Regions from separate parts of the Ovis aries genome. Here region 2 is linked to region 1. Evidence: chromatin contacts called from public Hi-C data. All regions are on one chromosome and are shown on one strand. Each heading gives the region's core, a stretch centred on a gene start, on an enhancer-like site or on the middle of the called end of the contact. The rest is flanking DNA. Distances are from core to core; before and after follow the strand shown. Region 1 overlaps ETS1 (ETS proto-oncogene 1, transcription factor). Region 2 has its middle 38 kb from the start of FLI1.

What was found. Hi-C and Micro-C count contacts between places; a contact is called where the count stands out from the background.
Region 2: a Hi-C map of blood shows a contact between it and region 1, with 3 times the contacts expected there. The contact joins two enhancer-like sites. A contact is called at or near these places in 5 of 16 Hi-C or Micro-C datasets (blood, skin fibroblasts and tail adipose tissue).

The regions. Positions count from the first base shown.
Region 1 is chr21:29,308,847-29,312,957 of ARS-UI_Ramb_v3.0, reverse strand. The region is part of intron 2 of ETS1 (ETS proto-oncogene 1, transcription factor); the gene reads left to right. Among named protein-coding and RNA genes, the nearest start is that of TRNAR-CCU, 77 kb to the right of the region's middle. Within about 2 kb of position 1,602, at least 34 of the 54 cell types and tissues checked have an H3K27ac peak or open chromatin away from gene starts, as enhancers often do.
Region 2 is chr21:29,446,522-29,451,142 of ARS-UI_Ramb_v3.0, reverse strand. No RefSeq gene overlaps it. Among named protein-coding and RNA genes, the nearest start is that of FLI1, 38 kb to the left of the region's middle. Within about 2 kb of position 2,147, at least 5 of the 54 cell types and tissues checked have an H3K27ac peak or open chromatin away from gene starts, as enhancers often do.

The DNA of each region.
Region 1 (4,111 bases), core at 353-2,852:
ATGGTGCACGATACACAGGAGACCCCTCCCACAACAAACAACCCCACGACTCTATTTGAGAATCTTCTGCAAATTCCTGTTGTAACCGAGTCTACATGCAGTCCACCCTTTTAGTCACGTGTCTGGTTCTTATATTCACCAGATGGTCTGTTTAGGCCAAAGGTTTCTTAGCATCATCTTAAGATACAGATGCATTCTGTTCCCATTTGGTAGAGGAGACCCGATCGTTGCAGGGGAGGGACCTATCGTTGGGTGGCTCCACAGAAAGTCTTCTTGAACATCCGTGAATCCCACGGCCTCTCACACATGACGTTGGTTGTGATGTGGTTTCTCCCTGCAGCCACTGCCCTGCCCTGGAAAGAGCAGGGTTTGGAGGTGAGACAGCCCTGTGCTTGAATTTTCTGCTTGCTAATGTGCCCTTAGGGAAAGTGTTTAACTTCCCGGAGCCTTCCTTTTATAAACCTTACAAAGGAGGCCATCCTAAGGAGCTTTCAGGGCTCTTGTAAGGGTTTGAGAGAATTGCTGTAGGACGCCTGTCTGCTGACAGAGGGTCTCGTGAACGGTGTTGTTATCCTCTGTCTCTCAGGCTGCCCTGTCCGTTCAGATGTTCTTTGCTGACAGTGCTGTTGCTACTTTGGTGGTTGTTAGGACTGTGGTTACTGTGAACCTGGTTACAGAAAATTTTCCACTCGACACCCCCATAACCGAGGGGGGCCAGAGCAGTCCCTGTGGCTGCTGGTAGTGTTTTCTTTCTCTCACGCACACTTAACCAACCAAACTCGAGCCAGGTCTCAGGTCCCACGGGTCCAGCTCTAAAGCAGCATGTTCAGGCCCTGGCCAGGTCCGCAGGGCCGGTTCTTAGAATTGTCGTTATCGGGATATTGAATTATTTTAATTGTCCTCCTCCTCTTTCCTGGGAGTGAGTAAGTATGTGAGGTTTAGGAGGAAACCTCTACAAACCTGTCAGTGTAGGCGGCCCAGAGTAGAACTGCCTCCTCCAGGCTGCCCTCCAGGGGTGAGCCTGCTGCTGGGAAGGGCCAGGTCAGTGAATCCACTTGGCAGCCTCCTAAAGCTAATAAATATCAGATCAGAAAAAGCCCCACTGGCTGTGCTTTCTTCTCCATACCCATGTCCCCACTGTCCCCCAGCAAATGCCCGGCAGACCTCACCCCTCCGCCAGCACTAGGAGTCTTTTCCACTAAAGCGCTTTGCCCTTGAAGATGCCTTCAGTACCCTGCATCTCTGGAGTCTGCCCGTTGCCAATTGTCATGGTTGATTTACAGGCAGAATCTGGCAGCTGGAAGAGGAATCCTGTGTCTTTAAACAGCTGGGCTGCAGTGTGTTTAAATGTGCTTGCTAAGCCAGTGACTAATTCAGTATATTATAAAGCAGCAAAGAGCAGGCTGCCAGGGCAGGGCTGGATCCAACTGGAGTGGTGTGTAAGGCTCAGAGCATTATTTCTTGAATTCCGCCACCCCACCAGTCTCTGGAGCAGACTGGACTTCTCATCCGTCTGTCCCCTGCACCAGAGTCAGCTCTTGCGTTCTCCCGGTTCCCATGCTGCTCCTGCCCCCTCCCTCCACTCCTGGCTCCCTCCCTCCAGTCAGTCCCTGGGTCAGTTTATTTACTCATCCGAGGGTGGAGCCGAGGGTGGAGCGGAGCCGGTGCGCAGTCTGAGTCAGGGTCCAGGGAACCAATCAGAATTGCTCTGGGGCATTCCAGGGGCCCAAACTCAAGATCCCTCCTGGAAAAGAATTTTCCAAAAGGTCCCTTTTGGTCACAAGTGTTGTGACTGCATCTCTCTTGGTTTGGGAGCCTGGTCCCGTGTTTGTTTGCCTGAAGCCTTTTCTATCTGCCCTTCCTTTTCTCACCCCCCTACCCTTCTTGGGATTGGGAGAGAAACCTCCAGAAAGAGCCAGTCTGATGGAGACTTCTCCTGAAAGCCTTAAATGTACAAATGCTCCTGTCACCTTCAGTGAGCACTCAGGCAGCCTCTTCTGGAGATAGCTTGGGGTGAGGAGAACTGCTTGTCTCCTGGAGGCTGTGGCCTCTCTCTTGGTCCTCGTGTAAATGCTCCCAGGAGTTGTAGACCCCAGGCATCCGCCTCCTGAGTGTCTCCCGTCTCCCGTGAGTGGGCCCGTCTGCCATCTCCTGAGGCTTTCCTGGGGCTGAGGTCACCTCCATGTCTCGTCGCTCTCATGGATGCCGCCCACCTGGCCTTGGAGTTTCCCTTGACACGTTGGCCCCCTCTCCTTCGTCGCCCCCTACACGCCCTCTGTCATCCCCACAGCTCGTCCTGAGCAGTAAGTGTGGAGTTGCTGTCTGTGTGCTTCTGTGGGGTTTGTTTATCCCACTAGAGGGAAACTCCTGGGGGAGGGTCCCCGTCTCCCCATCATCAAGGTATTCCCACTGCAGGGAAGCTCCTGGGGGAGGGTCCCTGTCTCCCCATTATCGAGGTATTCCCACTGCAGGGAAGCTCCCAGGGCAGCGTCCCTGTCTCCCCATCATCAAGTTATTCCCAGTGGTTGGCTCATAGCAGGCCGATTGTTAGCTCTTTGAAAAAAAAGTACTTTTTTTTAAAATTGAGAAATACTGTTTTTTAATAATTTGCATAATATGAGATTCTCCATGTGCAAGTGTACAGTTCAGGGGGTTTTATTCCATTCACAGAGTTGGGCAGCTATCGCCGATCATCACCCTGATAGAAGCCCCATGCCCATCAACTGTCAGTGACTCTTGGAATAAAGGTGTGCTGGCCATGCTGGCCAGCAGGGCCCAGGGGGACGTGGCCCCGCATCTCCTGTTGAGAGCCCTTGCTGTTTTTCCCTGATCCTGCGAGTGAGCACATAGCCACATGCCCGGGAGAGCCAGGAGCTTGCCGGAGAGCTAGGAGCTTGCCGGCTGTGGCTCCTCCAGGCAGAGAGCTGGTGTCTGGGCAGATAGTGAGCCCTTTCACTGGCAGCAGGGCTGCTTCCATTGTCCAACTCGGGGCTGTGGTGGCTGCAGTTTCCTAATGGCTTCCTGATGCGGCCGAGCCACTTACCAGGAGCGGAAGAAGGCTGCGCATCCCTCGTCCCACTTCCAATCTCTCTGTCCCACCTGAGGCCTCGGATGGAGAGCAGCTTCTGCTCCCTCCCCTTCGCATTGATCCCAGCTCCTCTGCTCTCCATCCATTGGCCTGTTGGGCCCATTGATCTGGAGATGGAGGTCTGCCTGGTGACTTTTCAACCTCTTGGGTTTACCCCTGCGAGAGGCCTCAGAGGTTTTCTGCTCTGGGCCGACATGGGCCTCCAGGGCCACCGAGGGGCTGTCAGAACGCCCAGGGCTGGGTGTTTGGGGCCTCATTCTCAAAGGAGAGAAAAAAAAAAAAAGTAGAGATTACAAGAGACCACAGCACAACCCTTAGCTCTCTGCACTGAGTGCATTTTCCGTTAGAAAGCGACCTGCTTGTATCGCTCCGGGTCCTGGCCTTTTTGAGTTAGACCTATGGCCTCATTAAATAGAAGCATCAGGTTCAACGTTCAGGCTTAACGCCCCTGATTTTATGCTTTGCCTTTTCAGTGGAGATTGGTTGTAGCGTCTCAACGCTGTCACCATGCCTTCCTTCCTGTACCATCGGGACTGGAATGGACCAAGTGGTGATCTCTTTATTCAGTGCTTTTTAGAAGGAGGTCTCTGGATCACTGAAGTTAACTGCCACCTTCACTCTTTCTGGATCAATAGGAATAGGACTGCAGATTTTAGAACTGTTGTGCATAGAGATTTGGTGTAGCTGAAGTTGGGTGTTGGAGATTCTTGCTTTGTGGTCCCGGGCGTTCAGCTGAGATCCCTGCTGGAAGGGAGATCTTTTCCAGGGGAGTCTGACCGTTGTGGCTGAAAACATAACACGGAGGAGGAGCCGATCCCCTCAGGGGCTGGTTATATCCCAAGTCACATCTGTTAGACCTTCGGGTGGCCGGTTCCTCTGTGGTCAGTGTAAACCTGGGGAGGAGGAGAGTTTGTTGAGAATGATGACCAGGGTCTCCCTCCCAATCCACTGTGCAAAGCGAACAGAGCAGAGGATGGAAAATGCTGGCCAGGAAGCCAGGAGGTCTAGAGTTAGTAACCACGT
Region 2 (4,621 bases), core at 898-3,397, 140 kb before region 1:
ACTTTAAAGGTCCTTTGACAGCTAAGTGGATAAGGAAAATGTAGTACGTCTGTGTATACAATAGGATACTATTCAACCTGAAAAAGATGCCATTTGACACCATGGATGAACCTGGAGGACAGTGTGCTAAGTAAAATAAGCCAGTCATGCAGGAGTTGGAAAAAAAAAAAGTGATAGTTGTTTAGTCATGTCTGACACTTTGCGATCCCATGGACTGTAGTCTGCCAGGTGCTTCTGTGCATGGGATTTCCTAGGCAAGAATATTGGTGTGGGTTGCCATTTCCTTCTCCAGGGAGTCTTTCCAACCCAGGGATCGAACTTGTGTCTCCTGCTTTGGCAGGTGGATTATTTACCACAGAGGCCCCAGGGAAGCCCAAGCATCTTCTTATTTACCCTTTTTTTTTCACCAGTTCCCTGCATGACTGGTAACTGTTATTGCTGAGTGTTAACTCGTTTTAGGTTCTGTCTCCCGCTTAAGAGTGGGAAGAGGAGCTTGATCCAGCTAAGGAGACTGTTCTTCCCCTGAAGCCACGTCCAGTTGAGGTGAGACTGGTAGAGAGCCTTGACTCTGTCTTGCAGGGTGGACCCATGTGCCCAGGGCCTCAGGACACCAGTGAGCCCCTGCACCACCCTCTCTCTAAGCCTGCGTTCTCATCACGTCATGAGGACTCCTAACCAGCCTTCCTGTTACAAAGGGTCTGAGAACCCTGAGCAAAGGCAGAGCTGAGGGGAGAACCCACGGGTCTTGGCTTTCATGTCTGTAGACATGATGCATTGTGTCCCTCTCTAGAGTCAACAGAAGGCTCAGATGTCACTGAACCTGTGGCATTCTTTTTTTTTTTTTTTAAAGAAGTCAGGATTTTTAAACTATCTTAATGGGTTAATGAAACTATGAGACCTTATAATAACCTCTGCCAGTTATATTGACAGGTGTTTACAAGGTGAAATATTGTGGTACCTGTAATAGGAAAGATGAAAATTGTCATTTTATACATCTGGAAGAACAGTCACTTCTGATATGCCTATTTGGGTTTCAGGATGCTGCTGGTCTCTGTTCTTCTAAGACTTTGGCTTGTAAGAACCCAGATATGAACCCTCCTAGGTGAGTAACCATCTCCTTAATGCCATCTATCTCTTTGTTTTGGAAATTTGGAAAATTTTATATAACCTTTTTTAAAATTTTATTTATTTTAATTGGAGGATAATTTCTTTACAATATTGTGGTGGTTTTTGCCTTACATCGACGTGAATTACCTAGGGGTGAACCCGAGGTATTCTTAAGGACCACTCATCACTTCTTTTCATTGATCAGGAGATATCCTGAGAGGTGACATAGTTTTGTCTTGTAGATTCTATGAGAATTCTCCAGATGAAGAAATTGAATTGACTAAAAATGGGAATCTAATATTAGGACCCTATTATATATAACGTGCTGTGATTCATGGGGTCACAAAGAGTCGGACACGACTGAGCGACTGAACTGAACTGATATATAACCTAATAATTATTAAACCTGTCTTGTATTTATTGAGCATTTACCCTGTGCCAGGATCAGAGTGAAGCAGTTCTCATTTCTCTTGCCAGTGTTCCAGGGGTCCTGCCTGGAAGTTTGCAGGATGGTGGGATGAGTCTAGGCTCCCAACCACACCACCCAGCTTCCAACCTGGTTCTGCCAGTTACCAGCTGTGAAGGTTTGACTCACTCTGGGCCTCAGTTTTCTCATTGGTGTGAAGTGGATAACAATAACCCAGAAATCATAGGGTTTGGGGGAGTATGAAATGGGTTAACACATGCCAAACACTTACAGCCTGCTGCACAGTAAGCCATCCAAAAATGTTATTTGTATCCATGTTATGCAGAAAAGAAAGTGGAATCAGAGAGATTAAGCAACTGATTTTGCTGGAATTTCATCCAAGGCTGCTTTATGCAAAGCCCAGCCTCTTTCTGACCTGCATAGCCAGCTGGGTTACCACAGAGCTGAGAAGGAAAGAAGCGACCTGGAAAGGAGCGTTTTTTACTGATTCTACCTTCCTGCAGAGACCCTGTCTTTCCAGGATGGTTCCTGCAAGTTCCTCACTCTTGCTGCACTCCTTCTTATTAGCCTTCAGAGGGCACCATTGAGCTGCATTCACCCAGTTTAGGCCAAGGGACCTCGGAAATTACACAGGAGGAAAGGAGAAGGAAACTCAGGCTGAAATCCCAACTGCTAAGACTTTTGTCTTTATGACAAGCAGCTCTTACAAAAACAAAATTGCCCCCTTGCAGGAAGAAGGGGACTTTTCAGAAGTGAAGGTTATTACAACGTGTGTTGTTTTCTTTGCTCCAAGTACTTTAAAAAGGATAAAGATACCTTAAAACACACACACACACACACACACACACACACACACACACACACACACACACAAGCACACACCCCTCTGGAAACAGTGTCAGACTCTGCAGCCTTAACCTTGTCAAGGATGGAGTCTTAGCCTGGCTGACCACCGAGAGAAAAGACAAATGTTTGTCTCTGGTTAATGCTAACAGGAATCTAACCCGTCAGAGAGAATGGGAGTCCTGCAAAATAATTGAGAGCAATTTACCCTTTGCTTATTTGCCAAAACTGAAGTGCTGAACCCAGTGGCTTCTCTGGAAGCTTTCAACAAGAAAGGCCAAGTGTCCGGATGCTCCAAGAACCGACTGTGCTCACCTGGGGCATTAACACGCCCACCCTCCCGCTCCCTGGACTGACCCCTGATGCCGGCCCCTGCCAGCAGCCTCCTGGAGACTTGTCACAGTCCCCATAATTACCCTTTTATCCCATAAATGGTGCATGTTCATAGGATTACTATTTCTCTCTCCCCCCAGGCGTAGGCTAAGTGTGGAAGAGCTCCCGGCTCCAGAGAAAACAGTTCCAATCCCACTGCTCCTGGACATGATTGACAAGCATTTTCTGCCCAGCTCTGAATGGAGGCACCTTCAAATGCATTAGACCAGGGGTCCCCAATCTCCAGGCCCCAGACGGATACCTCCTGTCAGATCAGCAGCAGCATTAGGTTAGAAATAAAGGGCACAGTGAATGTGGTGCTCTTGAATCATCCCCAAACCATCACCTCTCTCCACCACTCCTCCAGCCACCATCCATGGAAAAACTGTTTTCCACAAAACCAGTCTCTGGTGCAAAAAAGGTTGGGGACCTCTACATTAGGCCGTTTTGTCTCTGCCAACAATCTGTGACCATCTCTGTACCCTGTAAATAATCTCTATACCCTGTAAAATGGTACAGGGGGATAAGGTGGCCAGAATGCCACTCAGCTACGAGGGTTTGGGGAGGTTCTAGGTCCTCTGATGTAAGTCCAGGAGACTTTAATGGCCAGATCTTAGCTGAAGATGGATCACTCAGCTTCACTGGCTCTCTCTCCTCTCTTCTTGCAGGGCTTTCCAGGATCATGCTGTTAAGATCTCTTCCCTCTGTCTCCCCCTGCCCCATCCCCCAACTCATGCCTTCTCTCACCCTCCAAAGTTCACCTTTATCCAAAGGTCCTCCCTTTGGGCAGAGCCATTGGGGCCCATCTGGTGGAGTCTAATGTGAACACAGAGGCCTCTGCAGGTCACCCCCGGGCCCTGATCCTGGCCTCAGCTTTCCTGGCTTCATGTTCATGTCCATCTCATGCAGCCCTGGCATGACTTTCGCTCTGTAAAATGCAGATGCTTCCATAAGGGATGAATGACTTCATCCCTAACGTCTTTGTGTGATTCTAGCTTACAGCTCCTTTGCTGACAAAAATTAGGAGTGGGAAGTGGAAGGAAGAGGAACGAGGACCAAGGCACTGAAGAGCCTTTAGTAGAGCCTGGTCTTGAGGATGGGTCCCCAGTCCACCTCGGTGATTTGAGCTGTGCTTCAATCCAGGCCATCTACACTATTTCAAAACAACCTTGCCCTCCGCACCCACCCAAGTCAGCAGAGAAAGGTGGAGACAGACCTGAATATTAGTGGTGCGCCCCCTAAGCCCTTTGAAGGCATCGGTGAGGTCTGACAATACATTCTCTTTTCCGCCGTGCGGTGCAGGTGACCGTGAAACACTCCTCAGGGACACAGAAAATCAAATTCAACTCTAGAAACCACTTAATTCTGTTCCTGGAAGGGTCAGTTGTAAAAATGAAGCTTTCCTTTGAAAGGACTTTAGAGTAAAAATAGAAATCAGAGACACAGTTAATCTTTTACAGGCTTCGGTGGGTTTTTTTTTTTTTCCCCCTCTTTCATTTGTTTATGAAATGTTTCTGCTCCTCACCTTTGGGAAGAAATTTCACACCCCCTCTGAATTTGCCATTACTTGAAGCACTGGACTAAAACTTGTCCTCAATTCAGCTTAAGAAAACCCTTGGAGGAGCTCTCCAAGTCCATCTTTTGGACTTCAGTTCTGGAGAATCTTCAAAGGTCTATACCTCACTGCTCCATCAGTAACCCCAACCCAGAAAGGGCACCCTCTGGAGATCACTGAGGTGTGATCCTCTGGGGATCATCTGAGCAACAGCCAGGTCGCTGGGCAACCCCAAACACACATAGCCAGGCTCCATGTGGCTGGTATCTTTTCCCCCCAGGCAGGAGGCAGCTGGACTCTCACTTCCTACTAGCAGC